Linked DNA regions of Zea mays: all the other regions are linked to region 2. A link is a contact called in public Hi-C data. All regions are on one chromosome and are shown on one strand. Each heading gives the region's core, a stretch centred on a gene start, on an enhancer-like site or on the middle of the called end of the contact. The rest is flanking DNA. Distances are from core to core; before and after follow the strand shown. Region 1 holds the start of LOC103637796 (dynamin-2A). Region 2 holds the start of LOC100272256. Region 3 holds the start of LOC100502340.

Region 1 (3,377 bases), core at 727-3,226, 300 kb after region 2:
AGTGAGACTTCCTAGAGTGAATTCTCCTAATTTTGCTCTCGGGATAACCGGCAGGGCACAAAATGTAACCCTCGTTATCCTGAGGCATGGGAGCCTTGCCCTTTACAAAATTAGACAATCTTTTAGGAGGGGCATTAAGTTTGACATTGTCTCCCCTTTGGAAGCCAATGCCATCCTTGATGCCAGGGCGTCTCCCATTATAAAGCATACTACGAGCAAATTTAAATTTTTCATTCTTTAAGTTATGCTCGGCAATTTTAGCATCTAATTTTGCTATATGATCATTTTGTTGTTTAATTAAAGACATGTGATCATGAATAGCATTAATATCAACATCTCTACATCTAGTACAAATAGATACATGCTCAACGATAGATGTAGAGGGTTTGCAAGATTTTAATTCTACAACCTTAGCATGTAATATATCGTTTTCACTTCTAAGGTTAGAAATAGTAGCATTGCAAACATCAAAATCTTTAGCCTTAGCAAGCAATTTCTCATCTTCAACTTTAAGGCTAGCAAGGGTAATGTTCAATTCTTTGATTTTAGCAAGCAAATCATCATTGTCATTTCTATGATTGGGAATTGAAACATTACAAGCATTTGAATCAACCTTAGCAATTAATTTAGCATTTTCATTTCTAAGGTTGTTAATAGTTTCATGGCAAGTGCTTAGCTCACTAAATAGTTTTTCACATTTTTCTACTTCAAGAGCATAAGCATTTTTAACCTTAACATGCTTCTTATTTTCTTTAATTAGGAAGTCCTCTTGGGAATCCAAAAGGTCATCCTTCTCATGAATGGCACTAATTAATTTATTTAACTTTTCCTTTTGTTCTATGTTAAGATTGGCAAAAAGGGTACGCAAATTATCTTCCTCATCACTAGCATTATCATCACTAGAAGATTCATATTTAGTGGAGGATTTTGATTTAACCTTCTTCCTTTTGCCGTCCTTTGCCATGAGGCACTTGTGGCCGACGTTGGGGAAGAGAAGTCCCTTGGTGACGGCGATGTTGACGGCGTCCTCGTCAGAGGAGGAGTCGGTGGAGCTCTCGTCCGAGTCCCACTCCCAGCAAACATGGGCATCACCGCCTTTCTTCTTGAGGTACCTCTTCTTTTCTCTTCTCTTGCCCTTCTTATCGTCGCCCCTGTCACTGTCACTGGATAGTGGACATTTAGCAATAAAATGACCGGGCTTACCACATTTGTAGCAAACTTTCTTGGAGCGGGACTTGTAGTCTTTCCCCCTCCTTTGCTTGAGTATTTGATGGAAGCTCTTGATGATGAGCGCCATCTCCTCGTTGTCGAGCTTGGAAGCGTCGATGGGTTGTCTACTTGATGTAGACTCCTCCTTCTTCTCCTCCGTCGCCTTGAATGCGACCGGTTGTGCTTCGGGTGTGGAGGAGGTGCCTTGCTCGATGATTTTCTTTGAGCCTTTAATCATTAGCTCAAAGCTCACAAATTTTCCTATGACTTTCTCGGGAGACATTAGCTTATATCTAGGATCACCTCGAATTAATTAAACTTGTGTAGGGTTAAGAAATACGAGGGATCTAAGAATAACCTTGACCATCTCATGGTCATCCCATTTTTCGCTCCCGAGGTTGCGCACTTGGTTCACCAAGGTCTTCAAGCGGTTGTACATGGCTTGTAGATCCTCCCCTTGGTGAAGCATGAAGCGACCGAGCTCCCCCTCGATCGTTTCCCGCTTGGTGATCTTTGTCACCTCGTCTCCTTCGTGCGCGGTCTTGAGTACGTCCCAAATTTCCTTCGCACTTTTTAACCTTTGCACCTTATTATACTCCTCTCGACTTAGAGAGGCGAGCAGTATAGTAGTGGCTTGAGAGTTAAAGTGGTGAATTTAGGCCACCTCGTCCGAGTCATAGTCTTCATCCCCTTAACTTAATTAGTTTTATCTAAATTATAATTATTAAAATGGAATTCAATTCCAACGAAACAAACGGGTCCTTAGTGATTTCTTGTAGTTGCTCTGAGTCTCTCTCGTCTGTCGCCCAAATCCATTTTCCACGTCTCTTCCATCCCATCCCCGTGACGCCGTCTAGATTTCAAATCCGCGTCAAGCCAGGGCAGAGCTCAGGGCTCGGTCTCCCCCTTCGCCGCCAGTTGCCGCAGCCTCCAACCCCTCGAGATCCGCCGCGTGTGAGACCGCCGACCATGGAGGCCATGGAGGAGCTGTCAGAGCTCGCCGAGTCGATGCGCCAGGCGGCGTCGCTCCTCGCCGACGACGACCCCTCCGACGCCGCCGCGCCGCGCCGGCCCACCACCTTCCTCAACGCCGTCGCCCTCGGCAACGTCGTGAGTATCGGTTCTCCGCCGCCCCCACCACACGAGACCCATCGCGATCTGCTCCTGCCGCTAGCGTGCTGCACTGCTGCTCGTGTCACCCGGTCTGATCTGTTCTGATCCGTTTGTTCGTGCAGAGCTCTGGCAAGTCGGCCGTGCTAAACAGCCTCATCGGTCACCCGGTTTTGGTGAGCTCCTACCTCCTAGCGGAGCAGCTTAGTTGCCTTTCCTCTCTCTGCCCTTGTGGCGCCGTGTTTTTTTACTGGATTTGGATGGTGTTGGTGCGCGGTGCAGCCGACGGGGGAGAACGGGGCGACGCGGGCGCCAATAGTGGTTGACCTGCAGAGGGATCCGGGGCTCAGCAGCAAGTCCATCGTGCTGCAGATCGACAGCAAGTCGCAGCAGGTTTCCGCAAGTGAGTTGGATGTCGTGGCCGTGCTTCCTGCATCTATTGACGAGTTCTGGAAGCTTGGGACTGAGCCTGATCTTGATCTTGAAATTTCCTGGTTCGTTTTGCTGTGCTGCAGGTGCCCTCCGGCATTCACTGCAGGACAGACTCAGCAAGGGGACGTCTGGTGGATCAGGGAGGGGCCGTGCTGATGAGATTTACCTCAAGCTGCGGACGAGTACAGGTTTGTTTGTGCTGCGAGTAGTATAACCATTTAAGCAACCGTGTAGCTGTTTTTCTTTCCATTTCACTAGCATTGTACAGAACATGGTGTTGAATATATGGTCACACTTTTGGTGATGGTGTAAGGTTTGAACAATGACATGCTTAAATTAAACAATGATGAAATAACAGTTAGGCTGGAATATGTATGCTTGTGACACTGTATGCTTTGTGTTGGCACATTGCACTGTGGAGCAATATAATCATTTGCGAGTACATCTTTCTATCTATGTCTTATATGTTCTAAAAATGGTGAACCCCACACATAATTTCTGTACTTAGTCTTCTTTGTTAGTTTGCCTTTTTTTATTTTGTTGTGCTGCTTTATGAAATCCTCACAGTACTTTTCCTGCTTCTTGTTCAGCTCCCTCATTAAAGCTGATTGATTTACCTGGGATAG
Region 2 (3,119 bases), core at 486-2,985:
CTCATTCTTGATGAATTTGGTGCTCAGACCAAGGTCAATAGGAAGACTATTATGAATACTTTAAGGAGTTCTAGGCCTTCTTTGCTCCAGTCGATTGTCTGTTGACCGTCGTCGTTTAGTTTCTTTTTTGTTTAGTTATTTAATTTATGTTATAAAGTTGTGACACTAGTTGCTATACACTAAAGTCATCATATGTGTAAATTGATTCTGTCGCATATATGAGATGCATCCAACTTTGTCTTTGAAAATCGGGTGTGGCACCAGTGTTTTGAGTGGTTTCGGAGTTATATCCGTCTTACGATCCGTTTCTTTATTTGGCTACTTATATACCCTAGGAACTTTTCTAAAACATTGGATCAATAGTTGATTATGATGGATTTAGTTAGGGTTCTTTCTTCGTTCTCATTGGAGTAGAGAGCTCATTTTTTAGATTTTGAGAACTTTCACTTGTTCACTTTTTTTTGTTGATCAAATGCTCCGATGTGGTTGTCGGTCATCATCAAGAATATTCAGTCATTCATGGGCTCGAGAGCATCCCGTGAGTTTTAAGGTCTTGAGAGATTGGATGAAGATTAATTTATTTAGGGTAATACACCATAAAAAACCGACGCTCGATTTCACCACTGTATTCTATATACTAGTCTTGAAACGAGCCGAGCTCGGTTCGACTCATCCACTCGACGAGTTAAAGAAATAGGATAGACTCTACTCGAAGTTGGTTCATGAGACGGGGCTCGGTTTGGCTCATTCGCTCATGAGCAACATACTAATAAATATTATTATATTATACAGTGGATTAACAGTATGTGAATATAGAACATAGAATCATCATTCAATATTACGACTATTTTGAATTACGAATTATTATATATCCATCATCAAATAGTAAAGAACGAGCCAACTATCTATAAAATTATATATTAATCATTATTTTATAGATTGACCAATTTGGCATTTCTCGTTAGCCGGCTCGATGCACCAACGAATTAAAAAACCGGCTCGACTCGGCTCACGAACCACTCAAAACTACTTCATGTTTGAGCCGACTCGTCAGCCTCAAACTTATTTTCGGTTCTTCCTAACAAACCGTAATACTTTCTTCGATCTATTTTATTCATCGAGTTTAAGTAAAAATGAACTATGGTCCAACAAATATTCAAAAATACTAAACATGCCCAACTCTCCGCCGGCCGCTGCGGAGATGCCTGTCACCGCGGGATTGGTCCGTGATCTGGGATTCAAGAACAGTGACAGGTGTCCAGGGATCCAACCGAAGATGACCGTGTGTCCCTTCTTCGCCTCCCGGGTCGCTTTACCGGCGAGCCACCTGTCTGCTTGGCTGCTTTGTTTAAGTAAAAGGGTGGCGACTCGTCACGAGTAGGGTTTGCTTGTTTTTTTCGAACTCGTTGATCTGCGGCGGATTCGTCCCACTTTGCAGTACCAACAGGGTCATCAACAGGCCAAAACCGATCGCCGGCGGCACCGCACCAGCACGGCAGTCCTGTGACATGTTGGCTAGTACGTACCCGTAAGCTTTTCTGTTGGAAAGTCGAGCTCACGTCACTGCGTTTGACACGGCGCGCGCCCGCCGCCCTCGAGGCTCCTGTCCGTCGCGCGACGCCACGACGCCCCCGGGCCAAGCCAGTCTGCACCACGCGGCACACGGGCACACGGCCCGCGAGCGACTGAAAGCCAGCACTGCCCGTCTGCCCCGCCCCCCGCCAGGCCGCCACTCCGCCGAACACCACCCAGCGGCTCGCTCGACACCTACACGTTTCACGCACCTCGCGTCCTCGCCCCGCTCTGTTCGAGTTCCCGTTGTAGGCGCACGCCATGGCCGCGGCCATTCTCCGCCGCCTTGTCCCCACCGCCGCCAGCCAGCTCGTGGCGCCGCTGCCGCTTCTCGCGCGTGGGGTCTCCGACTCCGCGGACGCGGTCACCGTTGACACCTCGGTGCCCTTCAAGTCCCACATCGTGGACCCGCCACCGCGCGAGGCCACCACCTCGGCGCGGGAGCTGCTGTCCTTCTTCCGCGACATGTCGCTCATGCGGCGCTTCGAGATCGCGGCGGACTCGCTCTACAAGGCCAAGCTCATCCGAGGCTTCTGCCACCTCTACGACGGCCAGGAGGCCGTCGCCGTCGGCATGGAGGCCGCAGCCACCCGCGCCGACGCCATCATCACCGCCTACCGCGACCACTGCGCGTACCTCGCGCGCGGCGGGGACCCCGTCGCCGCCTTCGCCGAGCTCATGGGCCGCCGGGACGGCTGCTCCAGGGGCAAGGGCGGGTCCATGCACTTCTACAAGCGGGACGCCAACTTCTTCGGCGGCCACGGCATCGTCGGCGCGCAGGTGCCGCTCGGGTGCGGCATCGCCTTCGCGCAGAGGTACAGGAAGGAGGGCACCGTCACGTTTGACCTCTACGGCGACGGCGCCGCCAACCAGGGACAGCTCTTCGAGGCGCTTAACATGGCCGCGCTCTGGAAGCTGCCTGTCATATTGGTCTGCGAGAACAACCACTGTGAGTTCTTCTGTTACCATGTGCTTGGTCAGCTGGTAGTGCTGTGATAGTACTGTTCATCGGTGGGATTCCGAAATCGAGAGTGGGCTAGTGGAGTGACTTTGGAGTACCTGGTGTATGCAGATGGGATGGGGACGGCAGAGTGGAGGGCCTCCAAGAGCCCGGCTTACTACAAGCGCGGGGACTATGTGCCTGGCTTAAAGGTAAATAGTTGTTCTTTTGATTTGGTTTACAGTTTATTTCAGAGTGATGTGAATAGTATTGATTGGTTTTGTAAACGCAAATTTGATTGCTCCGGTGTGCAATGTTGTATTGTTGGGCTGTAAAGTCTAAAATCAAATGCAAATTTGGGTGTGCCAGAGTTCAGTGTTGAATTTATTATTATGCTCTGGCAGGATTGGCTTTGTTGTGATCTCAAATTGTTTGCTCAAACACATGGTCCCTTAATTTTTTTAATAGCACTACGAGTTTTGCATATTCTGAGGCTTGGTCGTCTAATTTATGTTAGTATTGTCGAGACTGGTACCCTTCTTTGGAATCCCCTGGTCCAGCAAAATCTGCATAATAGGATGCTGATTTTGGTCTCCATGTCTGCAAT
Region 3 (3,089 bases), core at 190-2,689, 410 kb after region 2:
ATGGAGCATCCTAATAAGGTGTATTATATTTGTGTCACTTCAGTAGGTGACCTATATTTTTTAATAATTTTTTGTAACATTGAACAATGTTGGAGCAATTTTTTTAGCTTGAGCCATATAATTTAATTTGAGGCACTAAGAGTGTGTTTAGTTTAGCTTTTGGTTTTTACTCCTTAAAAGCAAAAAGTCATACAAAAGAGCTAGATCTAGATTTATAGACCACTTTTTCTAAAAGCCGACTTTCTCGTAGTGCAAAACTAAAATCACATCTGGACTTGCTTTTAAAAGAAAGGGAACTGTGAAAATATGTATTAAAGAATTTTCATCAGTTTTTAGTTGTTTTCACCAAATGGTTTTTAGCTTTTTAAAAGCTTAAAGTTCACAACAATTTTTTCTACAACTCATATCTCACAACAGTTTTTTTTCACAGCCACAACCCAACCAAATAAATCTTAAGATAAGTCACTATTGAAGATGCTCTTTCCGCGGTTCAAATGTTAAAACTATAAATAAATTTTACGTCAATTAATTTATATGAAAATCATATGTAGAAGCTATTTTTAATGAATAGTTTTTGTAGAATGTTCTTTTGTCTCGTCACGTATTTTTTCCTCTCATTAGTATCATATCATTTCTCTTGTATAGACATGTTTTTTATTAAGAAATTATTTTTATTTTTTTAATTAAGTCGTATTTAGTAGACAATAAAATACACTGCAAAAATTAAGTGACATAATAATTAATGCCAAGAAACTACAATCAGGGACCCTAAACCCGCTCACAATTATACCCGTGAAGTCTATCTAAACCCGCCCACGATATCACCCACGGGTGCAATTCTAACCGCGCACCCAAACCTGTAAGGTTTTTAGGTCACTCACGGGTTTTACTCAGTGTACAATTTTAAACAATAATTCAGCTATAAACAATTAAATACCAGTAATAATTAAGTTATATGTATGAATTTTAAGCTTTATCACGTTGAGCAGCAACAAAACACTTCATGAATCATTAGCCAAGTTACTTATTGAAAATAATTACTATTGTATCTTTATCGTTATTGCGTAAAATACCGAATAAACCAAATTTCGGGTCGGGTGCAAGTCACCCACGGATTGAAATAGAAATTCATACCCACACCCGCGAAACTTCAGGTCAGATGCGAATTACATCCGCGAGTCAAAATCCTTACCTATATCCGTACCTATCGAATGTTGGGTTTGCGGGTTAAATTATCATCCCTAACTACAATAAGATGAGTTCGAATCAGTTGACACTTCTCAGTTCACTGTTCACCACCTAGAAGTTTAGAGGTAGCCCCACATGTCATTGAAGCATACCATTCGTACAGGGCCACCAGTCATCGAAACAAACGGAGCGACCAAAAATATCGCTGGACCGTGCCGGGCACGGGTGGGAAGGCCCACCGCGCACCCACTCGAGACGACAGACGACCCCGGAACCGGCAGCCCGCGCGAGGTCAGTCAGGCCACTCCATCCCGATCCCGAAACCGGCGGCGATGCATTTCTTCTCCGGCAGCGGCGGGGCCCGCTCCGGCGCACTACTCCCCACCACCTCCAAGCCGAAGGCGCACCACCACCTCCGTTCCAAGTCCTCCCTCTCTGCGCCCGCCTCCTCCCGCCGCCGCGGGAGCCTCCACTCCGCGTCCACTCCCTACTCCCGCCGCGCCCTCTGCCTCGCCACGACTGCCTTCGCGGTGCTGTTTATCCTGGCCTTTCTCCGTCTCGGCTTCCCCTCATCCCGCTCCGCCGCGCTGTCTGCGCCCGTCCGTTCCCGCGCGCGCCTCAGCCGCAGGCCCGCCTTCCGCCTCCGGGACTCGGCCGCGGCCGAGGCCGCAGCGGCCGCTGTGGCGAACCGGATCGGACGTGAGGCGCCCGTGGATATTACGACGAGGGACCTTTACGACCGGATCGAGTTCAGCGACGTCGACGGCGGTGCGTGGAAGCAGGGGTGGGAGGTCAAGTACAGGGGCGACGAGTGGGATACCGAGAAGCTCAAGGTCTTCGTCGCGCCGCACTCGCACAACGACCCCGGGTGGATCCGCACCGTCGAGGAGTACTACCAGCGCCAGTCGCGCCACATCCTCGATACCATCGTCGAGTCCCTCTCCAAGGTCTTCCTAGTGTTCTCGCCACTCCAGATTTGCTTTCGGGCGTTGGTGCTCTTCTCCTTTTGACCATCGTCAGGATTCTGCTATGGTATAGGATTCGCGGAGGAAGTTCATATGGGAGGAGATGTCATACCTGGAGAGATGGTGGCGCGACGCGCCGCCCAAAAAGCAAGAGGCACTGGCTAAGCTTGTCCGTGATAGGCAGCTCGAAATCGTGAGTGGTGGATGGGTCATGAACGATGAGGTGAGAAGGAAGCAAAACTTTGTGGTTTAGATGAGGCTTAAGGAGTAAGCCGTAGCTTCTGTTTCCTTGCTTGTGTTTTCCATTGCCATGCTAATATGCCATGCGTCATCATCTGTCTTGGACATGAATGAAATGGAATTTCATTTCACATTTTATTACCTGGTTGTCTAGCTGACGACAAATGAAATCCGACGTGCCGTGCTTGCAGGGGTGAAGCCAGGATCCAAAATTAGGGGGACCAAATTACACTAGGGGGGCTGTTAGAAGCATTTTTTGCACTGTTTACATGAAAATTAGCTAAAAAACTAACAGGTTCTAAAGAATTAGGGGAGCATTAGGGGGGCATTGCCCCCTGTGCCCCCCCCCCCTGCCGTCGCCCCTGCGTGCTTGTAGGACTGATATGAAATTTCATTGTTTCTCCTTGCCCACATTGTGATCTCAAACCTTAGGGAGGTATGCGCTTGATGCTGTTTCATATTTAGGCATGAACTGGGTGTAACTTATTTTGGTTTTATATATTGTTGGCTTGTGTGCTTGTAGTTTCCATGCGTAGAAGTCATTTCAGGCCTAGTGTCAGGTGTAGTTGTCGCTCTTATTCTAACTGGCCACTTCAAGCTTACAAAATCTACATATTCTATGGGCAATTGAGCATTACGTGAACTATTCTGCCAGGCATTGTTGCTCGTGAATTTGCATATATTAGTACACATGCT

The links. A called contact is a pair of places that touch in the nucleus more often than the background predicts.
Region 1: a Hi-C map of ear shows a contact between it and region 2, with 6 times the contacts expected there. The contact joins the promoter of LOC103637796 here to the promoter of LOC100272256 in region 2. A contact is called at or near these places in 4 of 25 Hi-C or Micro-C datasets (bundle sheath, ear, leaf mesophyll and 1 more).
Region 3: a Hi-C map of ear shows a contact between it and region 2, with 1.9 times the contacts expected there. The contact joins the promoter of LOC100502340 here to the promoter of LOC100272256 in region 2. A contact is called at or near these places in 3 of 25 Hi-C or Micro-C datasets (bundle sheath, ear and leaf).

The regions. Positions count from the first base shown.
Region 1 is chr9:3,141,507-3,144,883 of Zm-B73-REFERENCE-NAM-5.0, forward strand. It overlaps LOC103637796 (dynamin-2A), which reads left to right and starts at 1,977. Exons shown (of 22, transcript XR_004852518.1): 1 at 1,977-2,319; 2 at 2,445-2,495; 3 at 2,602-2,722; 4 at 2,835-2,939; 5 at 3,342-3,377.
Region 2 is chr9:2,839,996-2,843,114 of Zm-B73-REFERENCE-NAM-5.0, forward strand. It overlaps LOC100272256, which reads left to right and starts at 1,736. Exons shown (of 8, transcript NM_001146750.1): 1 at 1,736-2,521; 2 at 2,645-2,724. The coding sequence starts at 1,834.
Region 3 is chr9:3,251,473-3,254,561 of Zm-B73-REFERENCE-NAM-5.0, forward strand. LOC100502340 reads left to right here and starts at 1,440. Exons shown (of 4, transcript NM_001363267.1): 1 at 1,440-2,135; 2 at 2,227-2,376. The coding sequence starts at 1,521.